Linked DNA regions of Mus musculus: regions 1, 3, 4, 5, 6 and 7 are each linked to region 2. A link is a contact called in public Hi-C, HiChIP or PLAC-seq and Micro-C data. All regions are on one chromosome and are shown on one strand. Each heading gives the region's core, a stretch centred on a gene start, on an enhancer-like site or on the middle of the called end of the contact. The rest is flanking DNA. Distances are from core to core; before and after follow the strand shown. Region 1 overlaps Gm41323 (a long non-coding RNA gene). Region 2 holds the start of Ext1 (exostosin glycosyltransferase 1). Region 3 has its middle 35 kb from the start of Gm41323. Region 4 overlaps Gm41323 (a long non-coding RNA gene). Region 5 overlaps Samd12 (sterile alpha motif domain containing 12). Region 6 overlaps Samd12 (sterile alpha motif domain containing 12). Region 7 overlaps Gm41323 (a long non-coding RNA gene).

Region 1 (2,700 bases), core at 129-2,628, 510 kb after region 2:
CTCCACTATGTTCATAGCAGCCTTATTTATAATAGCCAGAAACTGGAAAGAACCCAGATGCCCCTCAACAGAGGAATGGATACAGAAAATGTGGTACATCTACACAATGGAGTACTACTCAGCTATTAAAAAGAATGAATTTATGAAATTCCTAGCCAAATGGATGGACCTGGAGAGCATCATCCTGAGTGAGGTAACACAATCACAAAGGAACTCACACAATATGTACTCACTGATAAGTGGATACTAGCCCAAAACCTAGGATACCCACGATATAAGATACAATTTCCTAAACACATGAAACTCAAGAAAAATGAAGACTGAAGTGTGGACACTATGCCCCTCCTTAGAAGTGGGAACAAAACACCCATGGAAGGAGTTACAGAAACAAAGTATGGAGCTGAGATGAAAGGATGGACCATGTAGAGACTGCCATATCCAGGGATCCACCCCATAATCAGCTTCCAAATGCTGACACCATTGCATACACTAGCAAGATTTTACTGAAAGGACCCAGATGTAGCTGTCTCTTGTGAGACTATGCCGGGGCCTAGCAAACACAGAAGTGGATGCTCACAGTCAGCTAATGGATGGATCACAGGGCTCCCAATGGAGGAGCTAGAGAAAGTACCCAAGGAGCTAAAGGGATCTTCAACCCTATAGGTGGAACAACATTATGAACTAACCAGTACCCCTGAGCTCTTGACTCTAGCTGCATATGTATCAAAAGATGGCCTAGTCGGCCATCACTGGAAAGAGAGGCCCATTGGACACGCAGACTTTGTGTGCCCCGGTACAGGGGAACGCCAGGGCCAAAGGGGGGGAGTGGGTGGGTAGGGGAGTGGGGGTGGGTGGGTAAGGGGGACTTTTGGTATAGCATTGGAAATGTAAATGAGCTAAATACCTAATAAAAAATGGAAAAAAAAAAAAAAAAAAACAAACGCAGATCACAATCCCCTCATGAGTCACATATCAGATATTTACATTATGATTCATAACCATAGCAAAATTAGAGTTATGAATTAGCAAAAAGTAATTTTATGGTTGATGGTTACCACGTCATGAGGAACTACTGTATAAAGGGTTGCAGCATTAGGAAAGTCAAGAACCATTGCTCTGGAAGAATACTCAAGTTCTGTTTTATCTGTAAGGCATCTCCAAGAAGGCCTGAAATCTCCAATTACAGGTGAAAAGATCAAATTTTCACATTTCTAGACACCAGAATCACATCAGTGTTAAGTAAAAATGCCAAAATTTTCCAGACTTCTATATGAAATTTCCTATGAAAACGACAAATGTCCATTATAGGACATGTTTACAATTCCTCCCTTTGAATGTCAAAACAGATGCTTAGAGTTGTTCCACTGAAGGCAAAATTGAAGAAAGATGTGTTTCTCTTAACCTGAAAGAAGTAAACTACATACAGATGTTGGGTCCTGAGTCGTAAATACTCCAAGTATGGTTAATATGGAAGAAATTAGCCTTGATGAGGCTTACCCACCTTCTGGCATTACATGGGAAAGTCATTTGCTTTCCATTGGATTGATCTTACTATGAATATTCCTTATTCTAAACATTGATAATATTCTTCTTTGTCACTCACTTTTTAATGTTTTATTATCTTGACTGTCTCTGTCTCCCTGTCTGTCTCTATCTGTCTCTGACTCCCTCCCTCCCTCCCTCCCTCCCTCCCTCCCTCCCTCCCTCCCTCCCTCCCTCCTTCCCTCCCTTCCTCCCTTTTCACCCTTGTAAAGCCAATGAACTGAATCACAGGGCGTTAGCAGTTTGTTTTTGAGAATGTTTATTTTCTGTCTCCCAAGAGTAGAATCCATTCCACAAGTCAGCCTTATTATACAATATAAATACAGTTATGATTGTACTACTGAATTTTTAGTTGAGTTTTACAGTGTAAGTGCTGTTTGTAGTTCAACAGTAAGACCATCTTTTGTGATGGTATCTTGCTCTTAAGATCTCATATGTATTCTTGAACATGGGGTATTGTTCTTTTCTCAGGTCTCTCTTTTAATTCCCATGCTTGAATCTATATTAAATCCTTTTCTTAGAAACTCCAATTTTTGCCTGAGAAAAAGAAATCCCTTTATGCTTTTGATATTCTACTGTTAAAAAAAATCTCATGTTTCAGCAAAGGAAAAAGAACCATTGTATATTTCTTTAGAGCATATTTATTATAAATGATCCTCATAAAAATGATTAAAGGAAAGAGGCTAGATATTAAAAACTGTACCTTAAAAGCATTTGACATCTGATTGGAATTGTCACCTCCTTTGATTGTGGAAAATTTATTCGAAGAAGAAAAGGGAATTTTAAGATTTTGTTTCAAAATTATATTGGTAATGAGATTATGTGCTATTTTGTAGCAAGAGGGATTGGAGAGAGAGAGAGAGAGAGAGAGAGAGAGAGAGAGAGAGAGAGAGAGAGAGAGAGAGAGATGGGAGATGTAGAAAGCATAAACATAAGAATCCTAATCCACAATCACATCCTACTGTTTACTCCAAGTGATGATTCAGACGGACAGTCTGAATTATGAGACTTATAGCCCATAAGTAAATATGGTCTCAGAGGTTTACTGCAAAGTGTTAGCTGTGGATGACTTTGAAACCGACTCCTCAATAGTAGACAGTACCAGTGCCTTCCAGGGCTTTCCCTTGGGAACTTTGAAGAACAGTTACTCCTGATTTC
Region 2 (2,814 bases), core at 62-2,561:
GTACCAAAATATCCCACCCAATATCTCTTCCCTTCTTTATTCAAACAAATCTGAAACAACAAAGGTTGAAAACTTTCCACTCTGCCTTATTATAACCATACCATGGGTACACAACCGGCTGGGGTTTTCAGTAGCCCGAGGGAGGTAGGGATGTGTCTGCTCCCAGCTCACTCACTCCCACAATAAACAATCACTAAACAGCTTGCTGCCCTAGGCAACTGCTTGTCCAGCTTGGCCAGGCTCTGAGGCTAGGGTGGGTAAGTGTTCTAAGCCAGAATTCAGGCTGTGAGGCCAGGTAATGCTTGGGAGTCTAGCACAGCTTGGAGGTCCTGGAGGTTCCTTTCAGAATCATCCAATTAAGTTCACTCAGAATGACAGGGGCTTGGGGCAGGGGAGTCGACAGAAGGAAGGTCAATTGAAGGAACCGTGGCACATTTATTGTAAATACATTTTTTTTTTTTTTTTTTTTTTTGCTTCAAAGGTTCCCTTCTACAGCTAGGGCCAGGTGACATCTTAAAAATACCACCTCAGGAAGAATAACAACACCGATGGGGGCAAAATGAAATGGCTTTCTTTTCAGCCATTAGATCCCTCCCGGCCCAATATCAGTGAATAGAACAGGTGGGAGGGATTCGGGAATGGAAGAGAGGGCACGCAGATCAGATGGCTTTAGGAGGTGTCTTCTCACACTCAGCCACAGATCCATCGGACTGTGACAATTCCTCCTTATTGTTGAGGATTAGGGTGTCTCGGCGAGGAAGACAGAAAAATAGGTGGATTACATAGGGGAATTAGAAAGACCACTTAAACGTTAAAAACAAGACCCACCAAAAAATTGGTCCTCAGCGGGTCCAAGTGTGGGGGGAGAGACATCCCGACCTGCGCTCGCTTTCCATGAAGTCCCCACCCCCCTTCCCCTCGCTTCTCCATTTTCAAGGCATCCTTCTCCAGGAACCGGTCCTCTCAGCCTCCCGGCGGGGAGGCGTTCCCGGCTCGTGGAGACCCGGGGCATCCCGAGCAGCGGGCTGCTGGCCACGTCCCCACACTTCCTCCCGCGCCTCTGGGGCCCGTCTGGTCCGGGTTGCATTCCCGGCCCGGCGTGCAGAAGGCCGGCGGTGGGCGACGCCCGGCCGGCTAGCGCTCCGCCCGCCGCCCGTGCGCTCCTGGGTCCCCGCGCCCGCGCCGCGCCGCGCCGCGCCGGCGCCTCTGCCGGCCGCCGGGGGTTATGAATGGGCGCAGCGGAAGCCCCGCCCCACCCGGACGTGACGCCCGGCCAATGGCAGCGCGGGCTGCGTGGATGGATGAGGTCAGCGCTGTCGTGTCGGGAATGGAATGTGTAAGTGTAACATTCAGAACCGGGTAACATTCGGCGACCGAACGCGGCGGTCGGCAGTGATAGCGCGGGGCCTGCGAAGCACCGCTCGGGGCCGGCACTGCCCGCGGGGAGGACGCGCCGCCGCCGCCGCCCCGCGCCGCCTCGTGCCGCCGGCCGGGCCGCCGCGCGCCCGGGGAGCCGGCCCCGTGAGCGCAGGAGTAAACACCGGCGGAGTGTGGGAGCCGCTGCAGAAGGGAATAAAGAGACATGCAGGGATTTGTGAGGTTACGGCGCCCCAGCTGCAAGATGCACTAGCCGGCTGAAGCCGGGGCGGATTGACTTGTTGGAACCGTAGTGCTCTGCACCGGAGTGTGGATGAGTTGAAGTTGCTTTCCCCGGGCTCGTTCTCCACGCCGCCGAGAGGAATCCGAGCGGAGAGGCAGTCACTTCGTCTTGCCATTGATTGGGTATCGGGAGCTTTTTCTTCCCTGCTCTCTTTCTTTTCCTCCGTCTTGTTGCATGCAAGAAAATTACAGTCCGCTGTTCGCCCGCCCTGGGTGCGAGATCTTCTGCCCGGCTCTCTCCCGTGCATTGTGCAGCCCAAAGATGAAAGACCGAAGGGGAGAAAGTTAAAGAAATCGCCCACATGCGCTGGATCAGTCCACGGCTTGGGGAAAGGCATCCAGAGAAGGTGGGAGCGGAGAGTTTGAAGTCTTTACAGGCGGGAAGATGGCGGACTGGAGCTGAAAGTGTTGATTGGGAAACTTGGGTGATTCTTGTGTTTATTTACAATCCTCTTGACCCAGGCAGGACACATGCAGGCCAAAAAACGCTATTTCATCCTGCTCTCAGCTGGCTCTTGTCTCGCCCTTTTGTTTTATTTTGGAGGCGTGCAGTTTAGGGCATCGAGGAGCCACAGCCGGAGAGAAGAGCACAGTGGTCGGAATGGCTTGCACCAGCCCAGTCCGGATCATTTCTGGCCCCGCTTCCCGGACGCTCTGCGCCCTTTCTTTCCTTGGGATCAATTGGAAAACGAGGATTCCAGCGTGCACATTTCCCCCCGGCAGAAGCGAGACGCCAACTCGAGCATCTACAAAGGCAAGAAGTGCCGCATGGAGTCCTGCTTCGATTTCACCCTTTGCAAGAAAAACGGCTTCAAAGTCTACGTGTACCCGCAGCAGAAAGGGGAGAAAATCGCCGAAAGTTACCAAAACATTCTAGCGGCCATCGAGGGCTCCAGGTTCTACACCTCGGACCCCAGCCAGGCGTGCCTCTTTGTCTTGAGTCTGGATACTTTAGACAGAGACCAGTTATCACCTCAGTATGTGCACAATTTGAGATCCAAAGTGCAGAGTCTCCACTTGTGGAACAATGGTAGGAATCATTTAATTTTTAATTTATATTCTGGCACTTGGCCTGACTACACTGAGGACGTGGGGTTTGACATCGGCCAGGCGATGCTGGCCAAAGCCAGCATCAGTACTGAAAACTTCCGACCA
Region 3 (2,707 bases), core at 55-2,554, 380 kb after region 2:
TATGGAAGTAACCAAATTCTTTGTGGGGAAGGGGATGGATTTAGGCCCACTGCACAGATAGAACCCATATCTGACATTGTTACTAGGATCAAGAACCTGTGGCTAGATAGGTTATAGGCTCTAGAGGAGAATCTGTTACTATTATGATGCTAAATGAACAGAATATTAAACCAACTCATACTAAGTTATCACTATACTCATAAGTTAGTAGATCTCTCAACTCTAGTCACTAGAGAATCTTCTTACAGTAGAAGGCAATGAATACAAAGCCATTCTACTGGCCAGTGAGCAGCGAATAAAAGACTATAGTATGCTCAGCCCTGAATAGTATGTTTATATTATACCCTTTCCCCAAAGGCCCAGGGACCACCATGAGAAAGGAGTAAGAAAAATTGTAAGAAGTAACAATAAGGACTCAACAGAGCAGTTGTGTATATGAACTCACAGCAGCTGTGACAGCATAAAATGACCTGCATATGCTCAAGATAAAAATACAATCTCATCATCATGGGAAGGGAAAAATGGGTATAGACTCCCATCCCTGGATAAGGAGTTATTGGCAATTAATAGCTTCCAGGAGAGGAAGAGCTGGATTGGTTTATGGGTATGAGCCATAGTAAGAAGACTGTACATCAGGGGTAGCCTTACACCCAAGAGTAACTGGGCAGTACAACTGAACTTCATGGGTTAAAAAAGAGCAAACCCAAACTTGGATGTCTAGAGAGGTGGGGCAAATTTAAGTGTAGTTGGTGAATACGATACAAATGTTTATGAAATTCTCAAACAATTAACAAAAATATTATTTTAAAATGATAGGAATGATAGGGCTTCATTAAAAAGGAACCCATTCAATCTACTACTGGCAGGGCAGTGTGAGCTGCTTTGAAAATACGTAAGGAAAGGTGTCCGGTACCGTACTAGACTCTACTTTTTAAGCAGGTCAAACTCTAGCTCCACTGCCTTTGAATTATGAAGCATTAAACAAATTATCCAATCTCTTGGAGCCTTGGCTCCCTCCACTATACATTGCTTGCTATGAAAATACACAAGAAAACACTTTTCCCAACACCCTGAATGTAACTAGATGTCAGCTATCAGTGTTTCTTCCACATGTTTAATTTGGTGCAAATGAGTGCGTATTTCACATTATGTGTGCAGGATAATCTTTTTGCTTCTATTGACAGATCGTTTTGTGAACCTTGGAGACAGCAAGAAACTTTTCCAGCTCTTCTGGCAGCAAGGGTGGGGCTATGACTCTTGATTTCTTTCTTTTGGCAAAGAAGAGTTTTCACACAGAGGTAGCATAAATTTGCCTCTCTAAGGGAGGGTGGGGGCTGAGGGTGTTGCTGGGGCGGCTACCACCACCACCACCTAACAGCTTTTCTTGGGAAACTGACCACTCCCTACTGATTTGTTATCATGCTAAACGGTGTCTCCACCCTTCCTAGCTGAAGCTTTTGCAGCTGTTCTGAGGAGACCAGCTGAAAGAGGTCGTTAGGACTCAGAAACAGCTGGGATCTTTAAAGATCTGTCAGCAGCTCCCAGCAAAGTTCCAACACCCTGAGGTAATGATGGGAGGCGGGGTGGGTCTCAGAGGAAGAGCTGATTATGCAATAAGCTAAAGCCCCTTTGATATCTGGTGACAGCTATTAAGAAACTGGCAAGCTGGAGAAGGACATAGGGAAAGCTGGTGAGAGAAGACGTTTCTCTCTAGGGATGGGTTGAAGGCAAACAAATGAGATCGGCTGGGAGATGTCCAGGGTGGGATACAGGAGAAATTTTAAGGCTTTGGGGAATGGCGAACTCATAATTAGCTGGTCAGAACAATCAATAGTCATGCCGATTGTCATTTGCTTACAAATTGCACACCTGGTATCTCTCAGAAAAACCTGGCCACAGACATATTATATTTTCTCCTCTGAAGGTTATGAACAAGAATAGTGTCATCACCCATCACAGCCTCAGCCTTGGGATCCTTGGTCTGAGAATTCCAACACAGAGAACACAGAAACCTTGAAGTTGTAACGGAGGCTGGAGGGGGAGTAGTATTTCCAATAACCACTTGGACAGTTTACAGGAAGACTACACATGAGCTGGGGTTAGACACTAAGCTTTTCATATCCAGAGATTATCACCGTGTATTTTTGGTTCTTTGTATGTTTTACTTGTAAGTTTTAAAAGCTTAACTCTAAACAATATATGGGGAATATTTCCTCATTGATATTCCTTCCTAGGGTCGAAAAGAGTACAGTTTCCTGTTCTAAAACTCATTTAAAAAAAACCCTTTTAAGACAGAATTTCCAAGAACACCATGGTCACTAGAAGCATGGGATATACATGCCTATTTTCTTTGTGATGGGGGATGTGTGAGCATGGGCCCAAACATCTGAAACTGTGAACCAACCCAATCTTGTCTCTTTCAGAATGTTTCTTTGAGGTATTTTATGACAGTCATACAAAGCCGACTAACACAAATACCAATGCCACAAGTTAGTCTAGGCTTTCTGAAGACAGAACCCAGAAGCAAACAGGCCTGTCTCAAACCCTCAAGGTGTCAGACTTACTGGTTAGTCAAGATCAAACAGGTGATAATTACAGTCAGTGTCACAGGGGAAGAAGAGAGATTGTGTGTGTGTGTGTGTGCATGTGGATGCATGTGCCCATGCTTGCATGAGTGTGTAGAGGTCAGGAGTTACAGAGAGTGTCT
Region 4 (2,769 bases), core at 43-2,542, 420 kb after region 2:
GGAAAATACCTAATAAAAAAAATTTAAAAAAAAGAATGATTAAAGAATGTGTGTTACATCTACACAATGGAATAGTATTCAGCTATTAAAAAAACAAAGACATCATGAATTTTACAGGCAAATGTATGGAACCTGAGAGGATCATCCTGAGTGAGGTAGCCCAGTCCCAAAAGGACATGCATGGCATGTACTCACTTATAGTGGATCTTAGCCTTAAAATACAGGTACCATGTTACACTCCCCAGACCCAAGGAACTAAATAAGAAGGAAGGCCCAAGTGAGGAAGCTTGAATCTCACTTAAAAAGGGGGATAAAATAGTTGTAAGAGGCAAATAGAGGGAGGGAACTAGGAGGGAGGGCTTATGGGGAGGGGGATGGGGGATTCAGGATCAAGTGTGAGAAAGGACAGGAGAGATGACTAGATGGCCATAAAAATGAATGGAAACCTGAAACTGATGTGGGTGAGGAGGTGGGGGCATTTCCAGGATGAGATAGAGGCCTGTGATAAGAGAAGCACCCAAGAATCGATGGTGGTGACCTTAGCTGTGACTCACTGCATTGGGGATATGGACCCTGAAGAGACTACCTCCTGTAGCCAGACAGGAACCCCAGTGTAGCAATAGAGGCACCAACCTACCCACAAATCTTTCAACTCCAAATTTATCCTGTCTACAAGAATTGCAGGCATGGGGGATAAAGCAGAGACTGAGGGAATGACCAACCAATATCTGGTCCAATTTGAGACCCATCCCATGGGCAAGCACCAATCCCTAACACTATTAATGATACTCTATTATGCTTGCAGACAGGAGTTTTTTTTTCAATGCTTTTTATTTCAATGTTTATTATTTCTCTAACTCTGGGGGTCCCCACTCTTCCAGGACTAGGGTGATTCAGTATTTCTTTTGGGAAAAATTTTTTTCAGATGACAATATCTTTCCCCCTGTAGTTTCCCATTGCCTTTACCTTCTGTGAGACTGGGACATTCTGGTTTGTCATACGTTTCAGCAATCTGTCCCATTAGGCTTGCTTTTTCTTACCCGGGGATCTAGAATGGACTCTTGTCTTCTCAAGGTAACATTTCTCCTCTGGGAGAACATTTGCTTCTAATGCTGTATTTCAACATTTTATTTTCAGGAGAGAAAAGTCTGTGTGACTTCATCTCCCTGTGTTGAAAATGATGACTGTCTAGACCACGTGTTCCACCCAAGTTCTGTGTGGTTTCTGTGGTTACTGTAGCATTGGGGGTTGTTGGCCTTGCCTAGCCTTGACTGATTACCCTGAGGCCAAGCCAAGCAGAAGAGTGTTATTCTTTGTGGCCAAGTGTCTGGTTACACTCTAGGAGAAGGGAATGGGATTCCTGTAGGATGACAGGAAGACCTTCGTTATCTGTGGGAAAAGGAATGATTATGTTTCTCTATAGTTGGGTAATGTGGTTGCCTGTAACCTTGAGCCTGACCAGAGAATCCTGCTATCATTTACTTTGACACTGTATTTAAATTCCCACAATAATTAACCATGTTTCAAACATCTCCAGGAAATGAGTTATTGAAATAATATTCTGATGGTAAGGTAAAGTGTCTTTAAAAGCCTGAGCTAAATTCCAATGATAAAAAGGCAGAATCGAGACTATACCAAACCATTTGAAAGGCTGTCCTTTCAAAAGTGATTCGTTGTGAACTTCTTGATAGCTTTGTGTGATAGAGAGGGGCAGAAAGGCATGGAATGAAGCAATGTCACCATTTCACTAGGTATTAGCTTAATACATGTCTTCTGTAAATTGAGATGAATTAAATGGTATCGTCAAAAAGTAAAACACTTGCAGAGCTTTAGAGCTAGAAGGGTAGAGAGGAAATAATGACTCCATAATAAGAACATTCTCCATGTTGTTGCCTGCAACCAGTAACTTCATGGCAGACATTACTAATGGATCTTATCACTTTTCTTTGCTGTGCCTATTTCAATATCACAGTCTTTATTATTATTTCACCAAACCATACACAATTCTATTATAGGATTTGGCCCTCCCTTTACAAACCTCTTACCAGTGCTATCTCAGAGCAAGCCAATTGTTCTTCTATCCTCAAGAAGAAAGCCAAAAGTACAAAAGAGCCATGTGTTGGAGTCCCACTGACAATTCTATAGGGCAGGCATTTTTTGACCAAATTTGAGTTAATTTGAGTTCTAGACCTTTGATGGACTTGTCTCCAAGTATAGACCCTTGAACATACTATACAATTAAGAAAATAAATGCAATTAAAAATAACAGTTAAGAATTTTTAGCCAAACATTTGATAATACAAGGTTTGGGAAAGATCTCTGAAAGCATATTCATATGCCTTAGAATAGTACCACTTAAATTAGCATTATGCTACAAATATATTTCTATAACTTTAAAAATATGTTTAGAATTTCTCTTTCCCTCCCTCCCTCCCTCCCTCCCTCCCTCCCTCCCTCCCTCCCTCCCTCCCTCCCTTCCTTCCTTCCTTTCTTTCTTTCTTTTTTGTTTTTTTTTGAGACAGGGTTTCTCTTTGTGTAGCCCTGGCTGTCCTGGAACTCACTCTGTAGACCAGGCTGACATTGAACTCAGAAATCTGCCTGCCTCTGCCTCCCAAGTGCTGGGATTAAAGGCATACCTTACCACTGCCTGGCTTTAGAATTTTTTAATATTACCTTCACTCCTATTTTCTCCTGTCTACCTTCTACCCCAGTCAGCATGTGATTTCCCATACAGGTCCCCTTTTCACAGCCATGGCTTTTTGCTTTTCT
Region 5 (2,700 bases), core at 23-2,522, 480 kb before region 2:
CCCTCATGGGCTGTGAAATCCTATATGTCACAGAAAGCCTGCTCTAGTGGATTTTGCAGCTTCAATATTTTATAATTATGGATTTTTTTTTCAAGTGAGTTGCTTATACTACTTCAGAACTGTATGCTGAACACGGGAGGTGGCACACAGTTGAACAATGTTTGATGTAAGGAAAGAATATTTGGGCATACATTTGAAGAAATATAGTTAACCCACCAAACAATGGCATCCTGGTTATTCTTGCCTAGGACAAGGAGAAAAATAACATAGGTGATAATTTTAAAGAAAACCAGTAAGAAAGGGGGGATTTTTAGATTGATAGAGAAAGATACTAGAAGTGACCCAAATGTGGGCAATATCCTATGTTAATGTCAGCCATCCTCAGTGTGCTCACAAGCTCCCCTCTACGAAGTGCACAAAGACCACAGTCTGTAAGCAAAGAGTGGAATAGTCCACTGGCTATTAATATGTGCTCAGCCTATATTGTGTATAACCATGTGCAGAGTACTGGGTTAGGCATGAGAATGTTTGTGTGAATGTGGTGGGTTTGGTCCTTGGTAGTTTATAGTCCGCAGGGCACCGGAAGTATAAGTGATTAAATAGGAGCTGCATCAAATCTGCTATAACCGTTGTCTTTGGACCCATACTTGTTCAGATAACAGATACATTAAAACCGACTCTGTCTTAGGGGCACCGGGAGAAGCCTCACTGACACTTTGGTCTATAAATTGGGACAGGGATGCCTGGCATGGAGAACAGGGGACCTGGTGCCAAGGGTTCAGCTGATTCTTTCTTTTGTTTTTTAAGGGAGCATCCAGGGGTGATGCTGTTTCTCAGCTGTCTCTGGTTCCAGGTGGGAAGCTTGAGCAATCCTTCCGTTCTGGAAGGTCTGCCGTGACACCTCCTGTAGTTCTTTATTCTGGAGAGAGTCTCAAGCAGAAGTCGTTCACAGCCTAGAGACATTCTTTTGCAATGTGCCTTTTGTCACCTGTGTCATGTCTTTGTTCTACAAAAGAGTAAAGGAGAAAGATGGTTTTCGATGATCATGGATGAGGAACAGTTTTGTATCTGTAATTAAGCAGCTGCGTTTGGTTTTGTGTTTGCTGGGAGCCTCCTGCAAAGCAAACCGATGTGGCCTTCTGTTGTGCTCCCAGGTGCCAAGAGCTAGCTGGACTAATTCCCACTGAGTCTGTGTAGTGTGTTCTTTCTGTCCCTCCCCAAACTGCAGATCTTCAGGGTTGACATCATCACCTTGAATAATCACGTTTCCCAAGCACTGCAAGCAATCTGCCTGGATGAACGGATGGGACTTGAGGAGGTGCAGAGGGCCCTACCAGGGGGTTCAACACTGTAATTTTAACTCTCTGTTTAAAAATAAATCCTCTGTAGGAATGTTTTGTGGTAATTAAGAGAGATAACACATTCAAACTGAAATATCTTACAGGGCTAATTCTTTGTTCCTTATCCCCCATCCTTCTGAAAGGAGGTTGGCTCATCTATTCGCTTGACAGAAGGCAGGATTCAGGTTTGCTTTCACCCCAGTGAGCCTCATCTGGACTCCCTGGGAACTGGCAGGGATTCTATGGAGTAAGTCTCGATGCTAGGAATATTGGATTTGGTGTTATTTCTGAGAGAAAACAGTCTTCAGAGATCCTTTCCAGGCCAGGCCTGGAACTTACAGAAACCTCCCCTTGACAGTTTGGTGTTGCTAATCATTGATCAGGTTTCACCTTAGTGTCTGTCCAGATCAGTCAGCTTGCTGTGTTCTCTGGTGACACTCTAACCTTCTCTCTCATGATACTTGGGGGACAGTTGATTTTTAGCTCGTTTATGCACCAAGAGCTGTGTGGAGAGTCTTTGTCTTGGAGCCCAACTACTCATGAGCATTCTGGTGAATGAAAGCTTTGAGGTCATGCACAATCTTACTAGCTGTGTGACTTGCAGTAAGTGAACTCGGTTGCCAGCGATAGAACTACAGATTGCACTATAGATAGAACTACAGTATACACTTGTAGTCTAGTAGTTTAAAGGTATAAATGTTCCATATTGATGAAATTGGAAGGCATTACTGATACTTATATGCCACCATTTAATTAATTTGCAGTAGGTTTGTTTTGGTTTTTGCTCATTTTTTTATTTGATGTTATTATTATTGCTGTTATTATTGTTATTGTTATTATTATTATTGTTGCTGTTGTTGTTGTTCCTTTCCTGGGAGCATCAGAAAACACTCAAGTATGGTATTTTCCTTCTTTTCCTCTATTTCAAACAAAGAATGTGAGGCTTAGAGAAAATAATAGTTACCATAATTCAGGAGTTCTAACTATACCTGGGTGGGATTCAGATCTCCTCGCCTACTTATTTTAAAACATATGTACATGTAACATTCTGTTCATTTATGTGAATATATACATTTATCCATACACACAAATATAATCCTATAGATTTGTGTCTCTTCCCAGGCATAATGATTTATCTTCTTATAGCTGAGGCTGGCCCATCTGCTTTATATCACTTGTCCTACATGGTTCTGTTGCAGCTAGCATAAAACCACTGAGCACCAGTGCCTGCATCCATCAGTTTGGCTTTGATTCTATTCTAGCTGCTGCCTCACCTTTTCTATCTCGGTTCTTCCTTTCTTCTTACCACTGTACATGAAATCTTACACCACAGTGAAATTGAATGTTCTCCATGAGTCAC
Region 6 (2,908 bases), core at 167-2,666, 410 kb before region 2:
TTTGAAGCTCAAAGGAATTAATTTTCTGGTGGTAGCTGAGCTTACTGCCTTTAAAAAATAGTTTATTCAATTAATATGATATAAAGGGATTTCTACTTAAGTAGTTGGATGGTGCCCAGAATAAAAATGAAGGCACATTTCTTTTGGAATACAAGACTAGGCAGGATACATTACCACTCATATAGTAACTTTCCTTAGGCTCTTTGGATCTTAAAGAATTAGCATCAGCATGAGACTATATCTAAAATATTGGTTTGGTTTTAGTCTGTTCTATAGTCATGTAATTACAATCTGACTTTTTGTTTACAATTACCTTCATTACAGGAACTTAGAAAAACATTTAAAGACTAAACATTATTGCCTTGTGTGTAGTGTTATACTAAATTTCAGTTTGAACTATCTGGGTCTATGATGTTTTAGAGCTCTTATATGGAGGAGCCCATGTATATACCTTCTGTAGATACTTTTCAAGTTCCTATTTTTCCAATTATGGGTCTTCTTCAGTAGACAGATGCTTAGACAGTTCAAGTGAAATGATGTGCTCTGTTCTAGTCTTGAAAGTAACATGAGTGCTTCTTTGTTATAATCTGAGATGTTTCTATATGTCTCTCCTTTACAGAGTAGTCCTTCTAGGAAAAGCTGTAGATTTTCAGGAGATAGAGTCTGTGGGAGGTCCTTGAGTCTTTGGGAATGAGATGTGCCCAGACTTTGAAGAGACTGTTGGGTCTGGATACTTTCTGTCTTTTCCTCCTCCCTGCATCCCAGCTTATAATGTTAATGGGTGTTTTGACTGTTTTCTTCACCATGGCCATTCAGTAGTACTCCCAATAAAAGCCCAAAGGAACTGTGTAGTCTTGGACTGAACTATAAATTAAGTAAATCTTTTCCATTTCTAAGTTAATTATCCTGGATATTTCATTATAGTGATAGAAAGCTGACTAACACACCCTCTCAGACCCAATATCATAAAATTGATTTTGGAATAAGCCCAGTATTTATCTTGTCTCTGACATTCTTTGGGACTTACCAATTTCCACTGTGTATACATATCAAAGGATCATTTGATACAGCCATATAGTGGCAAAAACAGCAGAAAAGGGAAACATCACAAGCTTGAGATAGTTCAATGGGAAAAGCAAATACTTTGAATTTGAGATCTCTGGTTGTGTTGTAGCAAAGGATCTTTTATCATATGCTAACTCTGTGTAGCCGGGTCTCAGAAAATGAGCAGGAGCTGCTACCCCTTGTAACACATCCGTATGGATCTGATCACAAAGCAAGCCACAGGATCCACCTTGGAACTACAAGTCATACAAATTACTAGAGACATTTGCTGACAGGTGTGGGTACGGGAAGTGGTAAGCCTGGGTTGAGACTTGTATTTATAAAATTGCCAACAGTTGGGAAGAGGTATTGAGCATTGCTTCTGATCTGGCCTAAAGCCACTAGAGCTAAAGGAGCATATGCCATTTTGTGAGAACTAAAGCTATGTGGCAGAAGTCTTTGATGTTTGGAGATGCCAGTATGCGACTGAGAACATATATTGATTTTATCATGTTTTGAGTAATTATAAGAGCTTGCCTAGTGTTATCTGGACACTACAGCTACCTGTTCAGATTTGTTGAGATGAAAGCAAAGTTCGTCATCTTTAGTCTCCTTTGTTGCTTATAATGGTTTCTGCATTAGCACACTCATTTCGTGTGTGTTCTTGTTATGCACAATAATGTGTAACAGTTTGGAACTAGCATCTGGGAACTCTGAAACAGTTAGGAGTTAACAGGATTGAAGATATCTCATTTTTCTAGATAATACATGAGTTCTTACTTATCATTATAAGATGGACATTTCGTACATGAAAATATAAAAACTATCATAAGAAATATATTACTTTTTTTTTCAAAAGAGTGCCTAGCACAACCTGGAAATTTCCATTGTTCCTGATTTTCATATCAAGATGATAATCTCATATTCTCATGATCCAAGGTGTGAGAATTGGGGTAAGATATGGGAAGACGACGCTGTAGCGAACAGCTGAGATGGTGCCACCACCACCCCCAGGGGATATCCATTGCAGTCTGGACCATTGTCAGCAAGCCCATATTCTCATGATTTAATAGTGAAGTGAGTCAGAGCTCTTAGATAACAGTTGGGATATTGAGGGGCAGATATTGTGTGCTTTTACTGAGAAGCATGAGTTCTGTAAAGAGGCAGGATTTATGGGAAGTTTACAAACATTACATTGCCCCCTGCCCATGTTTTGTCATTCAGACCTTAGCACTGCCTTACTTAAGAATGCTGACTGATTGGTTAATCTGCTAATCCCATCTGCTTCTCATAAGAAGTGGGGAAATTTATGTGGGTCGCTAATGGATCTATAACCCAAAATGGGATTTTTTCCCAAACAATTTTCTACAGCCTGATTTAACCCTGTTACTTTCGCAGTATCCAATTTTTTATGCAGCAAGCCTCATTAGCATTTTTTAAATAACCCATCATATGATATTTAAGTGCCTTTGAGAAATACTCAAGCGTTGAGTATAGACTCTGGAGCTAAGGCTAGCTGGATTCTAGTCTTGATCCTGTAACTTGCAGCTTTTTTGGATATATATGTGTATATATTTGAACTAATAATTACATATATTTTTGAATATATATATATATATATATATATATATATATATATATATATATGCCTCCACACCAACATCTGTAAAATGGCATATAATATCGTTAGTACTATTTCAGTCCATATTAGATGAAAGAGGACAAAGATGAATGATTGTGGCACAAACATTGATAATCATAGTGATCATGAGGTTGTTGTCGTGTTTCAAATGAAAAAAGTACACATGTTCTATCAAGTAGCTAATAACCTTGGAGGGAATTATAGCCAGGTCAGTCTAGTTTT
Region 7 (2,981 bases), core at 317-2,816, 450 kb after region 2:
TTTACTTGATTTTTGTTAATAATATATATATATATATATATATATATATATATATATATATATATTTCTCTCTCTTAAGTATGTAGGCTCAAGTGCCAAACTATGATCTGTGGTTGATTAATACTGATACCACGTTTTGACTATTTTGGTGTGAGCACAGCCTTTAACAGCTAAGCCATATCTGTAGCAGTAGACAGTATCTTTTATGCTACAACTTCATTTCTTATGAAATAAATTGTGTCCCCTAAGTTTATTTTTCTTTTGAGGTGCTAACCTCCAGTGTGACTTATCTTCTTAAAGATACATTTCTATGGAAGTAATTAAGTTTAAATTAGGACAAAGAGGCCAGGTTTTAATAAGATAGAAAATGTGACTTTATGAAATAAGAAATGGATAAGCAGATTCTCACTCTTTTTGAGCACACAGAGAAGGGCCAGGTAAGGACAGAGAAAGAATGTTCCAGCAGAAGCAAACCCTCATAGAACCTTGGCATTAAATTAATGTTTGGAAACCCAGAGCTCAGAGAATATAAATTTTGACTGATCCACTCAGTCTGTGGTATTCTATGATGGCAACCAAAGCAAAGTAATAAATATATCCAAACAAGCAAACATTTGAGCAGTGTCTCAATCTTCTTATAGTTTCACTCATTTATTTTCTATGACTTTTTCCTGTAATTTTCTACCATGCTGGTAGAGAAACCACTTATTCTTGTCAGAACAAGAAATTCACACTTCTTGGTATAAAACGCAGTGTTTCTGTACTGACTTACTATACATTCCCAAGATGGGAGCTGGGTGAAAGGGGAACTCATAGTTAGGATACATATGAGGTTATGGGGTCCATCTGGTCTTTTCATGGATCACACACTGTCATTACTGTTGAGTCCTGTCTACAGCAGGGGATTTTACTTGCACATTATATTGGGACCAGGCAATGTCTCTGTGGTGGATTTGAGTCTTGCTGTGGCCATCCCCAGGGCTTCTCGTCTTTGAGGATGGCTTTGTCTTTTTCCAATTACATGGCTTGTAGACACATTAAAACCTCCCCCTGATCATAGGAAATGGGGCAAAGAATGGTGGGGGAGAACAGTATCTCTGGTCCTCCCAGCTGGGATTTTCCATTCTGCCTCAATGGCAGCTTATCTTTGCTGTCATATTAAACCACATCCTCTCTATAGGTTGTCAGCTGCCTGCTTTTTTACCCACATAACCATGCCTATATTCCCCAGCGCTTACCTTAAGGGGCAAGGAAAATAGGTTCACTTGTCTGCTTTCCAGACTGTGCCCAAACGAATTCTAATAACAGAAAGAGTCTTTCAGTTCAGTTCTTGTCTTTTCTCACTATAAAGGTAAGGAAACTGGACTTAAAATAAAATAAACACCTGGCAAAATGGTCCATAGACACTTGAGTTTAGCCTATGGACCCACAAAATGAGTCTGTGTTTTACAGCTCAAAGCCATGCAATGATTCATTTGATCTAGGCTGTTCTCACTTTACCCTGAAGTATCGAATGCCTCAAGAGTGACAGGAAACAAGCTGTAATTAAGGGTGGAAAAGACAGCCATGGATGACCTATTTTCAAAGATACTTTGTTACACTTGTGTTTAGTCAACCTTTCCTCCCGCCCACTCCTCTCAATGCGCCTATCTGTCTCGGTATTCATATTTCCTAGCAAAGGAACTGAGTTCTCTCTAGATTCTGTTTGTTCTTCCTTTCTTTATACATTTATTCAAGGTATCTTAATATTATACACTCTAACTCTCCCCTCCAACTCCCCTCAGGATTCCTCCCATTACACTTCCCTTCCAACTTCATATCTTCCAATTTCATTTTATTTTGTATTTAACCCACTGTGTCCGGTTTATCATTGCTCACATGCATATGGGTGTGAGATGACCATTCACTGGGATGTGTGGAGCCTAGAGAAGACCACGCCTTCATGGAGGAGTGACTCTTCCTTCCCCACCAGCCATTGACTGCTCTGCCATTTACTTCTCAGCTACAATGGAGGTCCTAGGCACTCCTTCCCATACATTCAGGAGTTTTAAAGTAGTTTGAACTTATTCAGGTCTTGTGCAGGCATGCACAGTTAATGTGACTTCTTATGTACAAAAGTTCTGTTGTGTAGTGTGTCCTAATTTCCTTTGGTCCACTATTTCTTCAAATTCTCTTTCCTCCCCATGGTATAGCTGTCTACATGCAGTTCTAAGCATCACCTACCCCCCTCCACCAACACATACTTTTCAAGGGAGGACTTACTTAGTCTTTGACAGAATAAATGCCAAGAAATGATGTTAGAGTTGCTTCTTGTAATCATATTTTCTGCACCTGGTAATGTCTGCACATCATTTTTGGACAGATAAAGATATTGAACCTCCAAGTCTTCAGTTGTGATTAGCCTTAGAATCTCTTCCTCACTGCATGGGATCACTAGAGGGATTGTGCAGAGAAATCCTATTACTGGCTTAATCCCATGTCCAATAGTGCAGAGGATGTAGGGAGTACCAGTGATCAAGGAGGAGGTCTGCATGTGAGTGACAGGTCTCCCCCAGCATCTCTGCCTTCTAGTGCCACATCAATTATAAAGTAGTAGAGCATTCTCCAGAGTTTCAAAGAAGCCAACAGCATAGCAGGAGGGACTGATGGTGAAGAAGGGTCTTAGTTGGAGCAAAGAAGGCACAGAAATCTAGGACCTTTGGATAAGAGGCATTGGATACCAGCAGGAAATCACAAAGATGGACAGAGCCACATAGGATAAACTGTGTTTACTGGGAACAACCTTAAAAGAGCAGATAAGACAGAGGCCAGTGGCCAAAGGCCAAGCAGATTAAGGTGGCTTGGCTGCAAACCAGCAAGGGTTGGAAGCTAGGGCATTACATGAAATTCCTCTCTCTTGGCTTGTTTGCCTGTTGTCGATGGTGAGGCTTAGCAGCAGAAAGATTAGAGATAAAGCATACTCTGTAAAAAGTGTCTACAGA

What was found. Hi-C and Micro-C count contacts between places; a contact is called where the count stands out from the background. HiChIP or PLAC-seq counts read pairs in DNA pulled down with a chosen protein or histone mark.
Region 1: an H3K4me3 HiChIP or PLAC-seq map of craniofacial prominence shows a contact between it and region 2, with 7 times the contacts expected there. The contact joins the enhancer-like site here to the promoter of Ext1 in region 2. A contact is called at or near these places in 4 of 39 promoter capture datasets (the 3T3-L1 cell line, 3T3-L1-derived adipocytes, hippocampal neurons and 1 more), 1 of 15 datasets of contacts at CTCF or cohesin (the NIH/3T3 cell line), 1 of 484 Hi-C or Micro-C datasets (cardiomyocytes), 5 of 115 datasets of contacts at active chromatin or transcription factors (the NIH/3T3 cell line, bone marrow-derived macrophages, craniofacial prominence and 2 more) and 1 of 9 other capture datasets (macrophages).
Region 3: an H3K27ac HiChIP or PLAC-seq map of embryonic stem cells shows a contact between it and region 2, with 4 times the contacts expected there. The contact joins the enhancer-like site here to the promoter of Ext1 in region 2. A contact is called at or near these places in 10 of 39 promoter capture datasets (the 3T3-L1 cell line, the C10 cell line, the HPC-7 cell line and 4 more), 2 of 15 datasets of contacts at CTCF or cohesin (both in the NIH/3T3 cell line), 19 of 484 Hi-C or Micro-C datasets (the C2C12 cell line, the G1E-ER4 cell line, Sertoli cells and 9 more), 22 of 115 datasets of contacts at active chromatin or transcription factors (bone marrow-derived macrophages, cardiomyocytes, embryonic basal ganglia and 12 more) and 3 of 9 other capture datasets (adipose tissue, embryonic stem cells and macrophages).
Region 4: a FOXA1 HiChIP or PLAC-seq map of pancreatic cancer cells shows a contact between it and region 2. The contact joins the enhancer-like site here to the promoter of Ext1 in region 2. A contact is called at or near these places in 7 of 39 promoter capture datasets (the 3T3-L1 cell line, 3T3-L1-derived adipocytes, the HPC-7 cell line and 2 more), 4 of 15 datasets of contacts at CTCF or cohesin (the NIH/3T3 cell line, large pre-B cells and pro-B cells), 26 of 484 Hi-C or Micro-C datasets (the AML12 cell line, the C2C12 cell line, CD4 T cells and 17 more), 14 of 115 datasets of contacts at active chromatin or transcription factors (the NIH/3T3 cell line, bone marrow-derived macrophages, a colorectal cancer cell line and 11 more) and 2 of 9 other capture datasets (embryonic stem cells and macrophages).
Region 5: a contact with region 2 is called in a Hi-C map of cerebellar granule neurons, with 3 times the contacts expected there. The contact joins the enhancer-like site here to the promoter of Ext1 in region 2. A contact is called at or near these places in 1 of 39 promoter capture datasets (hippocampal neurons), 2 of 484 Hi-C or Micro-C datasets (cerebellar granule neurons and cortical neurons) and 2 of 115 datasets of contacts at active chromatin or transcription factors (both in bone marrow-derived macrophages).
Region 6: a contact with region 2 is called in a Hi-C map of cerebellar granule neurons, with 3 times the contacts expected there. The contact joins the enhancer-like site here to the promoter of Ext1 in region 2. A contact is called at or near these places in 2 of 39 promoter capture datasets (3T3-L1-derived adipocytes and hippocampal neurons), 3 of 15 datasets of contacts at CTCF or cohesin (the NIH/3T3 cell line, large pre-B cells and pro-B cells), 10 of 484 Hi-C or Micro-C datasets (the F1.1 cell line, cerebellar granule neurons, cerebellum and 4 more) and 8 of 115 datasets of contacts at active chromatin or transcription factors (bone marrow-derived macrophages, craniofacial prominence, embryonic fibroblasts and 5 more).
Region 7: a contact with region 2 is called in a Micro-C map of the G1E-ER4 cell line, with 4 times the contacts expected there. The contact joins the enhancer-like site here to the promoter of Ext1 in region 2. A contact is called at or near these places in 11 of 39 promoter capture datasets (the 3T3-L1 cell line, 3T3-L1-derived adipocytes, the C10 cell line and 6 more), 2 of 15 datasets of contacts at CTCF or cohesin (both in the NIH/3T3 cell line), 14 of 484 Hi-C or Micro-C datasets (the G1E-ER4 cell line, the HPC-7 cell line, LSK cells and 5 more), 9 of 115 datasets of contacts at active chromatin or transcription factors (bone marrow-derived macrophages, embryonic forebrain, embryonic limb bud and 6 more) and 1 of 9 other capture datasets (embryonic stem cells).

What each region holds. Positions count from the first base shown.
Region 1 is chr15:52,835,814-52,838,513 of GRCm38.p6, reverse strand. The region is part of intron 3 of Gm41323 (a long non-coding RNA gene); the gene reads left to right. Among named protein-coding and RNA genes, the nearest start is that of Gm34794, 51 kb to the right of the region's middle. Within about 2 kb of position 1,378, at least 4 of the 459 cell types and tissues checked have an H3K27ac peak or open chromatin away from gene starts, as enhancers often do. A contact at or near this core is called in craniofacial prominence and embryonic limb bud, where this site is marked.
Region 2 is chr15:53,344,680-53,347,493 of GRCm38.p6, reverse strand. Ext1 (exostosin glycosyltransferase 1) reads left to right here and starts at 1,311. Exons shown (of 11, transcript NM_010162.2): 1 at 1,311-2,814. The coding sequence starts at 2,131.
Region 3 is chr15:52,966,763-52,969,469 of GRCm38.p6, reverse strand. No RefSeq gene overlaps it. Among named protein-coding and RNA genes, the nearest start is that of Gm41323, 35 kb to the right of the region's middle. Within about 2 kb of position 1,304, at least 32 of the 459 cell types and tissues checked have an H3K27ac peak or open chromatin away from gene starts, as enhancers often do. A contact at or near this core is called in the C2C12 cell line, adipose tissue, embryonic stem cells and 3 more, where this site is marked.
Region 4 is chr15:52,927,079-52,929,847 of GRCm38.p6, reverse strand. All of the region lies in intron 2 of Gm41323 (a long non-coding RNA gene), which reads left to right. Among named protein-coding and RNA genes, the nearest start is that of Gm41323, 5.1 kb to the left of the region's middle. Within about 2 kb of position 1,292, at least 58 of the 459 cell types and tissues checked have an H3K27ac peak or open chromatin away from gene starts, as enhancers often do. A contact at or near this core is called in the AML12 cell line, the C2C12 cell line, the NIH/3T3 cell line and 13 more, where this site is marked.
Region 5 is chr15:53,822,118-53,824,817 of GRCm38.p6, reverse strand. All of the region lies in intron 2 of Samd12 (sterile alpha motif domain containing 12), which reads left to right. Among named protein-coding and RNA genes, the nearest start is that of Samd12, 79 kb to the left of the region's middle. Within about 2 kb of position 1,272, at least 24 of the 459 cell types and tissues checked have an H3K27ac peak or open chromatin away from gene starts, as enhancers often do. A contact at or near this core is called in cerebellar granule neurons, cortical neurons and hippocampal neurons, where this site is marked.
Region 6 is chr15:53,759,224-53,762,131 of GRCm38.p6, reverse strand. The region is part of intron 2 of Samd12 (sterile alpha motif domain containing 12); the gene reads left to right. Among named protein-coding and RNA genes, the nearest start is that of Samd12, 140 kb to the left of the region's middle. Within about 2 kb of position 1,416, at least 1 of the 459 cell types and tissues checked has an H3K27ac peak or open chromatin away from gene starts, as enhancers often do. A contact at or near this core is called in cerebellar granule neurons, where this site is marked.
Region 7 is chr15:52,898,181-52,901,161 of GRCm38.p6, reverse strand. All of the region lies in intron 3 of Gm41323 (a long non-coding RNA gene), which reads left to right. Among named protein-coding and RNA genes, the nearest start is that of Gm41323, 34 kb to the left of the region's middle. Within about 2 kb of position 1,566, at least 17 of the 459 cell types and tissues checked have an H3K27ac peak or open chromatin away from gene starts, as enhancers often do. A contact at or near this core is called in the G1E-ER4 cell line, where this site is marked.